Linked DNA regions of Mus musculus: region 1 is linked to region 2. A link is a contact called in public promoter capture Hi-C data. All regions are on one chromosome and are shown on one strand. Each heading gives the region's core, a stretch centred on a gene start, on an enhancer-like site or on the middle of the called end of the contact. The rest is flanking DNA. Distances are from core to core; before and after follow the strand shown.

Evidence for each region. Promoter capture Hi-C pulls out the DNA fragments that hold promoters and counts their contacts.
Region 1: a contact with region 2 is called in a promoter capture Hi-C map of pre-B cells. The contact joins the promoter of Acod1 here to the promoter of Commd6 in region 2. A contact is called at or near these places in 3 of 39 promoter capture datasets (embryonic stem cells, hippocampal neurons and pre-B cells), 1 of 15 datasets of contacts at CTCF or cohesin (the NIH/3T3 cell line), 1 of 484 Hi-C or Micro-C datasets (B cells) and 2 of 115 datasets of contacts at active chromatin or transcription factors (large pre-B cells and stem cell-derived neural progenitor cells).

The regions. Positions count from the first base shown.
Region 1 is chr14:103,043,705-103,048,300 of GRCm38.p6, reverse strand. Acod1 (aconitate decarboxylase 1) reads right to left here and starts at 1,289. Exons shown (of 5, transcript NM_008392.1): 1 at 1,222-1,289. The coding sequence starts at 1,233. It overlaps Gm41235 (predicted gene, 41235), which reads left to right. Exons shown (of 4, transcript NR_168885.1): 2 at 215-337; 3 at 2,044-2,075; 4 at 2,748-4,596.
Region 2 is chr14:101,637,890-101,642,222 of GRCm38.p6, reverse strand. Commd6 (COMM domain containing 6) reads left to right here and starts at 1,752. Exons shown (of 4, transcript NM_001033132.3): 1 at 1,752-1,834; 2 at 1,924-1,935. The coding sequence starts at 1,787.

The DNA of each region.
Region 1 (4,596 bases), core at 40-2,539, 1.4 Mb before region 2:
TTCTCTTCTTTTCTTTTTCTTTCTGAGGCAGGGTCTTTCTGTGTGGCCCTGGCTAAACTGGACTCACTATGTAGCTCAGGCTGGCTTTGAACTTTGGACAATTCTCCTGTCTCAGCCATAGCCCTATCCTTAGAGTCTTCAGATTTATAGGTCATATAACGACTGTCATTTTCAAGAGAATGGAACATTTGTTACATTTGTAAAACTTTGACAGAAAAACCAAGAGAGCTTGCAGTAGGAGAAAGCGGGAGCCGAGCCAGCCTGGAGAGCAAACAGATATTGCTGTGGATGTTTCTGTTTAGGGCCGAGGAAGACAATGATGCTGTTTTTCCTACTGGTAAGTATTTTGACAAGCATTTTATATGCAGAAGAGGAGGGAAGGAGGGAAAAGAATGGACTCAATAATAATCAGCTGGCTTGATTTCCAAGTACCAGTTAAACATTTGATGAATAGCAGATGAGGAACAGCAGCATAGATCTCAAGGCATCGGGCTGGCACTGCTTATGTGATTTACGACAGACCACTGGGCTCCCCTGACCTGATAGTGCTGAACACGATCTGAGAGCCAAAGAACAAGCCGCCCTCCCTGACCATGGAGGGAGAGATCATAAGGGGGACAATAGCTCCACTCAGATTCCTGTGAGTCATCCTTCATCTACAAGTCAAATGTCTTGCTGGCGTGCTTGACTTTATAGGGGCACTTGTCTATCTTTTTAGTAAGCTCCTGTGACTAATGTATAGATTAAAGCGGAGTATGGAGTCATTCGTTTTATAATAAGTGTCAGGAGCCCTGGCAAGTTCCCTGTGCACTGTTCTCTAAACTGCCAAACCAGTAAATGAGGCCATCCAACTTAAAAAACCTGCCAGGGGACTACAGGGTACATGAGAGCAAATAGATAATTACAGATGTGCCCCTGTGCTCCCATCACAGATGTGCTCCTGTCCCACAGAGGACACACACAAAACCAAGAGGTGGAGGTTCAGTGAACTTACCAGGCCTAACTCTCTTGCTAGGAGGAAGCAATGGGATCATGGGCATTGTCTGTCAAATACTGATGAAAGCCAACAGATAGCTAAATCAGGCAGCTCAGAGACCATAAGCAAAGCTAAGATGTCCTTTCTGCAGCAGAGCAGATAGCTAGCAAAAGACCAACTGATTGAGAAAGGAAGAATCAAGCCAGGAAGGCAGTTTAGGCAAGCGCCATCAAGTGCTACGATACCTTGAGCATCATGTTGCTCTGGAGGGTAACTGGCTCAGGAGTGGATGGCAGGAGTAGTTGCTGGCTGGGGGCCTTTAGTGGACGTGTGCCTTTATACACAGTCACTCCCTCCAGGTCTGTCCCTTTCACTTTTGTTTCAACCATGGAATTTCCACCATTTCAACACCTCCCCAATGACCTCACTTAAACTTCCTTTGTTGTGTTGTGTAGAGCTCCCTTATAGATGTAGGGCTGATGAGAGGAGGTGTTACAGCGGCCATAATCTGATGATTCCTCACAGACATAAGAAAAACTAAGTTATAATTACAGAGGGATGGCCTGTCCCAGCTAGGGGCCATAGGTGAGAAGAGTGCACACTCTCTTTACTGGGCATCCCACTCTTGAAGACTTATCACAAGGAAATAGCAAGACTATGACAGAGGAAGAAAAGCCCCCAGATCTGGAAAGGCAAGGAGTCACTCAGAGCAGCCTTCTCACAGACAGCCCATTGTCACCAACCAACCATGAAACAGCTTCTGGGAATGATGAAAAAAACAAAAAACAAAAACCCTGACTGGTTCTTATTGGACTTAGAGCCTGCTTACCAGAAGGAAATCCATGACTGGTACTGTGAACAAAGCCACCAATCACATCATAATTTCAGAGGCGATAACCCAGAGGTAACTAACGAAGTCACTAAATGTGCCATAACCTAAAGGTTATGAATCCTAGAGGAGAGCCTACCACTGCCAGTTCCCTAAACCTAGCTGCATTCTAAATACTTACTCACGCACAGATAAGTGTAGCTCTGCCCCTCATCAACGATGCTTCTTTTTATTGTAGATGGAGACGACTACTACAACTATCTATAACGAGTAAGTGAGCATGGGTGCCCAGACCTAACTGATATACCAACAATGAAACCCCTACACCTAAGGCTCAGAGACAGTTGAGAAAGTACGTGTACATATGTGTGCACACGTGTGTGTGTGTGTGTGTGTGTGTGTGTGTGTGTGTGATAACTAAAGAAGAGGCCATGAATTTGTGAGGAATGGTGGCCAGAGTTAAAAGAAGAGAAGGAGGAGGGGTGGAAATGTTGTAAATACATAAATAAATAAATTAAAATCTCAAAAAATTAATTAAAAATATCTAAATACACACCACACAGACACATGTACACACACACACACACACACACACACACACACACACACACACATGCCAAGTACACACATTTGGCTAATCAGAGACCACCTGGTTGAGTGTAATAGAGGAGAACTCTGGAAAATCATCCTTCACAGATTATTCCTTGGAGAAGAGAGAGAGAGAGAGAGAGAGAGAGAGAGAGAGAGAGAGAGAGAGAGAGAGAGAGAGAGAGAGAAAGAAGGAGGAGGAGGAAGAGGAGGAGGAGGAGGAGGAGGAGGAGGAGGAGGAGGAGGAGGAGGAGGACTTCAGAACCAGGCACCCAGGCAGGCAGGATTCTGACTCTCTGAAGTCTTCTGGTTCTGACCTGTGTCCTGGCCCTCACATGTTCCCCTTTTTTGCAGAAGAAGAGGCCTAAAGATGAAGTCCTGCTCTCAGCTGGATCCCTGTCTGACCAGGAGCTTGGCTCCCAGACTTTCTCCTGAGAAAGAAGAATGCCTTTAAGTTTTCAGAGAGGAGACAGACTAGTTAAGAGTCTTGCCACACTGGAGGCTTCTGTCCCGGGCAGAGAATGTGCTCAGAGCAGTCTACAGGCTCTTTCTGCAGCTGCAGGTTGGGGGACTCATCTTCCTTCAGTCCACAAAGCTTCATATTTTGAATTCAGAAGGTAATTCATTCATGCAACTACTTGGACTACCCAAGATTCATTGCTTCAGAGACTTGCAGAGATTTGCAACTCAAGCCTTCAAGACCTGCCAGAGACAGGAGGTATGCTAGGCTTGTTACCCCTGTCAATGATCACTCTGCAGAATTGTTCTGCCAGGGATTGCTATTGGCTAGCACTCCAAAGCCCCTAACAGCGTTCAAACTGTAATACTTACCAACAGTTTTTGTGTGTCCCCCTGAAGCCTGGTGAGATCACAGGGCTGTAACACTTGTAACTTATGGGCTAGGCACCCTGAGGCCTGTTGAGGACATGCAACTGTAACTCCCACAATCTTTCTTAATTTGTACCCTGAAGACTGCTGAGAGCATAGAGCTGCAGCCCTGACACTGAATCTTGGTTGGCATCCTGCCACTGGCAAGGATCTCAGAGGATGTGTTTGAGTCTTGACTGTCCTCTTTGAATTGTTTCAACGTGGCAAATATGGTTTTCTAAATTTCCCTTTGCTGTCTACTGACTTCATTATTGGAAGATGTGCAAGAACCTGATACCGGAGAATTAACTATCTCAACTGTTAACTGGCTGGGAATTCAACAAAAATTCAATGGTGGGAGCCTATGGGAAGTCAACAGGAATCACTGCAATCAATAGAACAGTTTTGGAATGCCGAGGGAGAGATGGACTTTGTCATGCTTCTGTTGTTCAGAGCATCCACGCTTTATGCTTCATTGTACCTCTTTGGAGCAAAATACCAGGACTCTGTAAGCAGTTTTAAAGTGAATGGCACAGCTGCCAGTTTCCGGTGTCAGATGTCAGTCTGATCAATTCCCCTGCTAGGAATATTGATCTTGTTTCTCTTGAGTTTCCTTTCATAGATATCTGCTACCCATCATGAAGGGCTATGGTAAGGTTCTGAAGGAACTGGAGTTTTCTGGTATGAGTGACACCAGGCTGTTACTAGGAGGAGTCCTGACCAAACAGGTGTTGGGCACAGACCCTTGCATTTTATTTTCTTCTGTCTTTCTTCCAAATGGCACATGGCCAAAATCTTTTGTCTTGTGGACCTCTTGGTTGCTGGATGTCACACCTGATGCTGAAGGCACTAGGGACATGGGGACATTACAAGCTGTGCACATACAAGGGGTTTCCCATTGAAAGCTGATGAGTCTGCTGGAAGAGAGATTTCCTGGTGAGCTTGGCACAGAGTTTTACAGCAGGTTTGGGCATCACACAATGATGATGTAAACTCATCCTGTTTTCTTGAGGGAGGTAAGAGGCCTTCCTCTCAGGGGTATCCAGGTTGGTCTCATTGTATTGTTCTGTGCAACCTGAGGCCATGGAGACAATGAAGGACAGCAGCTAGGAGGATACATGGTCTTGAATGCCTTCTTCAGGAATCAGAATAATTGATTATTCACCATGAAGATGGGTTAGTCTGGAACCCTAACAAGAGTGGGCAAGCTAAACATTCCCAAGGGGTTGTAATATTTCCCATTGCTCTTCTTCAGGTTCACTTTTCAAATATCTAAAGTGTTTTTGTGATTAACTTGGGTAAAATTTGTTGACTTGAATTTGTTATCTCTCTCAGT
Region 2 (4,333 bases), core at 503-3,002:
CTTTTATATATATATATATACATATATTTTATTAGGTATTTTCCTCATTTACATTTCCAATGCTATCCCAAAAGTCCCCCATACCCTCCCCCCCACTCCCCCCCACTTTTTGGCCCTGGCATTCCCCTGTACTGAGGCATATAAAGTTTGCATGTCCAATGGGCCTCTCTTTCCAGTGATGGCCGACTAGGCCATCTTCTGATACATATGCGGCTAGAGACATGAGCTCCAGGGTACTGGTTAGTTCATATTGTTGTTAAACCTATAAAGTTGTAGACCCCTTTAGCTCCTTGGGTACTTTCTCTAGCTCCTCCATTGGGAACCCTGTGATCCCTCCAATAGCTGACTGTGAGCATCCACTTCTGTGTTTGCTAGGCCCCGGCATAGTCTCACAAGAGACAGCTATATCTGGGTCCTTTCAGCAAAATCTTGCTAGTGAATGCAATGATGTCAGCGTTTGGAGGCTGATTATGGGATGGATCCCTGGATATGGCAGTCTCTAGATGGTCCATCCTTTTGTCTCTGCTCCAAACTTTGTCTCTGTAACTCCTTCCATGGGTGTTTTGTTCCCATTTCTAAGAAGGGGCAAAGTGTCCACACTTTGGTCTTCTTTCTTCTTGAGTTTCATAAATTGTATCTTATATCTTGGGTATTCTAAGTTTCTGGGCTAATATCCACTTATCAGTGAGTACATATCATTTGAGTTCTTTTGTGATTGGGTTACCTCACTCAGGATGATGCCCTCCAGGTCCATCCATTTGCCTAGGAATTTCATAAATTCATTCTTTTTAATAGCTGAGTAGTACTCCATTGTGTAAATGTACCACATTTTCTGTATCCATTCCTCTGTTGAGGGGCATCTGGGTTCTTTCCAGCTTCTGGCTATTATAAATAAGGCTGCTATGAACATAGTGGAGCATGTGTCCTTCTTACCGGTTGGGACATCTTCTGGATATATGACCAGGAGAGGTATTGCGGGAACTTCCGGTAGTACTATGTCCAATTTTCTGAGGAACCGCCAGACTGATTTCCAGAGTGGTTGTACAAGCTTGCAATCCCACCAACAATGGAGGAGTGTTCCTCTTGGTTAGAGTGTTCTTAGGAGACAAGCGCTCATTTATTTAAGAAAAAATCGTTAAGCACATTTGTACAGTAAAGCTGTAACCGTTGGTAAATGTGGGTGGCATGTTATTATTTGCAACTTGTATGAAAATATTTTCAAGGTTTTTTTTTTTTCTCCTAAATAAAATATTGGCAGGAGAATAAAAATCAGTGTGGATATTCTCTGCAGAATGCATCTGGTGTCAACAGAAGAGAAGACAGGATGAGAAGTTGCTGCTGAAATTTGGAGTAATAGCAGAGATTTTAAAAAGGCTCCACCCTCCTTAAGTCAGGCTAAGCCGGTGAACTCGGTCCCAGGGAAGAGTTCTCGCTAGACAATTGTAGTTATAGTCACACCAGAGTCCACACTAGGGGTGTGGCCACAAGCCGATTGGTGTCACTGCAGGCACAGTGACTTTGCGCTTGCGCAGAGATGAGCCCACTTCTTGCCCTACGATGGGGGAGCCGACATCCTGGATGTCACGAGTCCTCCACCAGGTTTCCTGCACGTCTCTGGACCTTTCTCCCCCCCACAGAACTTTCCCTTTCCCAGTATCTCATAAAACTGATGTTTAACTGAGACAAAACTCGAATTACATAGAAATCTATTCTCCGCAACCTAGCGTGAGTGGGCGGGGCCTAGGTCCGGAAGCGGAAGTGCTGGCCGGTGGATCACACTGTGGTCATGGAGGAGTCTGGGTTCAGGGAGCCCGTGCTGGATGCCAAGTCGGAGGTGAGTACGGGCTGGAAGGAGAAGGGTCTGGGGCGGACGCTGGCGCCCGGACTGCGTTTCTCTAACTCGTGTCTCTGCTTCCGTTCCAGGTCACGGGCCAGGTGAGTGGCCGCCCCGCCGTCCCATCCCCTGCTCGCCGATCCTTCCCCGGGCTGCGCTTCCCTCTTGCACCCGAGGGGATGGCCGCTGTGGCTGTCACTTAAACTGCCCTGCCCCTAGAGTGCAGCCCGAGCGCTGGTCCACCTTTATTAGGCACCCTTTATTCCTTTACTCCAAGGCAGGAATACGATGTTTTCAAATGTGACGCTTACAAGAGACATTGCTAAGATTTGCAAAAATAGCGTCCTCCCTTTTTCTTTTAACGATAGCTTATTTTGAGGCGGGCTAGCCGGGGAACTTTGCTAGGAAAACCAGACTGGCTTGAGCTCTCTCAGATCCACTGGCCTCTGCCTCTGAGGCGCAGGGATCGAAGGTGTGCTCCGTCAAGCTCAGTCATTTCTTTAAAGACCTTACTCTGAAGAGGAACTCTAACTTGTCTAACCTCTCTTATGTTACATTAAGAATAAATAGGATTTTTGACTTCCTAAAGTTATACTAACACTTTTCCAAGACAGAACATTGGGAGTTTTAGTCAGGAGTTACCTATGTTCACCTAAATATAAGAAAAGTGCTGAAGTTAAAACATGGTAAGAATACAGAGGCTGAGAGAAGAGTGTACTGACTGCTCCTTGTCTCCAAATGATTTTTTTTTTTTTGGAAGCAGGCTCTCACTAAACTTCTGAGGTCGGCCTTAACTTGTAACCCACACTGGCCTCGAACTTGTGGTCATCTGGCCTCAGCATCTAACTGGCTGGATTTAGAGCTTAGAAGTCTCCAGCTTTTCTTGCTGTTGGTTTGGAAGAGTCCTGCAAGGGCACTCTGTGATACGGATAAACCTGCTCTATTTTGTGTAACCGTATATGAAGTTAGTGGCTTTTTGTTGCTTTGTTCTTGTTTTAAGATTTTATCTGTCTGTATAACACGTGGGTCCCTAGAGACCAGAAGGGGCCTCAGAGTCGCTGGAATTGCAGAAATAGATGGTTGTGAGCTGCCATGTAGGTGCTGGGAACTGAACCTGGGTCCCCTGGAAGAGCAGCAAGTGCTTTTAACCACTGAGCCATCTCTCCAGTCAGAGTTACCTGAGTTGGTTTATTATTACTATTCAACCCCACGTTATTTTGACCTCTCGTTTTGTATGTTCCATTAAAGATGCTTTGAAACTGACCTGTACTGGGCTGTACGTATCTATGTATGTACGTATGAAGTTTATATGTATGTATTTTAGGAAACTTTTCCACCCTAAAGCAATATGAATCCATCGGTCACAGTTCTGGGAGTCAGAGGTATAAAACCAGTTTTACAGGGCCAAGGTGGAGGAAGGTTGTGGTCTGGCTGCAGGGGAGGGTCTCTTGTTTGTCTCTTCCTGCTCTTAGAGCCCACCTCCTATCTTGTTTGTGGCCTCAGCTCAGTTCCAACCCCTGCCTCTCTTCTGACTCCAACCCTCTTTCCTTCCTTCTAGAAAAGCTGTTATTACATTGGGATCACACCCAGGAAAATGCAGCCCACGATCTTAATTCTGTTAAATCTTTAATGTCTGCTTTCTCACAAGGAGAAAGTCTCTGATTAGGACACAGATGTATCTGAGTGGCAAGGGTGCCATAATCCCCTCCATACAGTCATTCACCAGTGTCTGGTCATATGATTATATACACGAGAAAAACCACGATAATTTACAAGACTATCAGAATTAATAATGAATTTAAAAAAGATGATTCAGGTTTTTTTTTTTTTTGCATAGTTCACACACAAAGAGCTGAAAAATGCAATTTTAGACAAGTTTCACAACTTAACAAAAACAAACTGTACAGTATGTTGCAAATTAATCTACCAAGCTAGATATATGTGGCTGTAGTCCCAGCACCTGGGTGGCTGAAGCAGAAGTCACCACAGCTGTGATGCCAGTCTGGGCTTTATAGAAAAATCTTGTCTCCAAAACCAAGAAACAAACCACCATGCAATGAGCTGTTTCATAGGGTTATGGCTGTGTCACAGGGTTATGAGGGGCTGACTCACTGACTCACTGGGTGACAGTGCCTGCAGCCAAGCTGAATGACTTGAGTTTGATCCCTGGAACGCACGGTGAAGCAGAAAACAAACTTCCATGTGCCCAAGAAATCAGGAGTTTAAAAAAAATGTTTCTGATTATGAAAAGCAATGAACTTCTGATGTCTAGTTCAGTGTGTAGGGACCTTGGAAGTTATTACTTAGTCCTAATAATTAGGAACTGAAAAGTCAGCACTGCTTGTGTTTGTCCAAGGAGTGATGTCACAAGGCACACCGTAGTTTTATTGCAAAAGATAGAGTCAATCAGCAAGTGTAGTTTGAGTGCCAGGCGCCATCTCATCTTCAGAGTGAGGCAAAGTTTTCCACCCAGGTTTTAGTGTCAGTATCAAGAGCTCC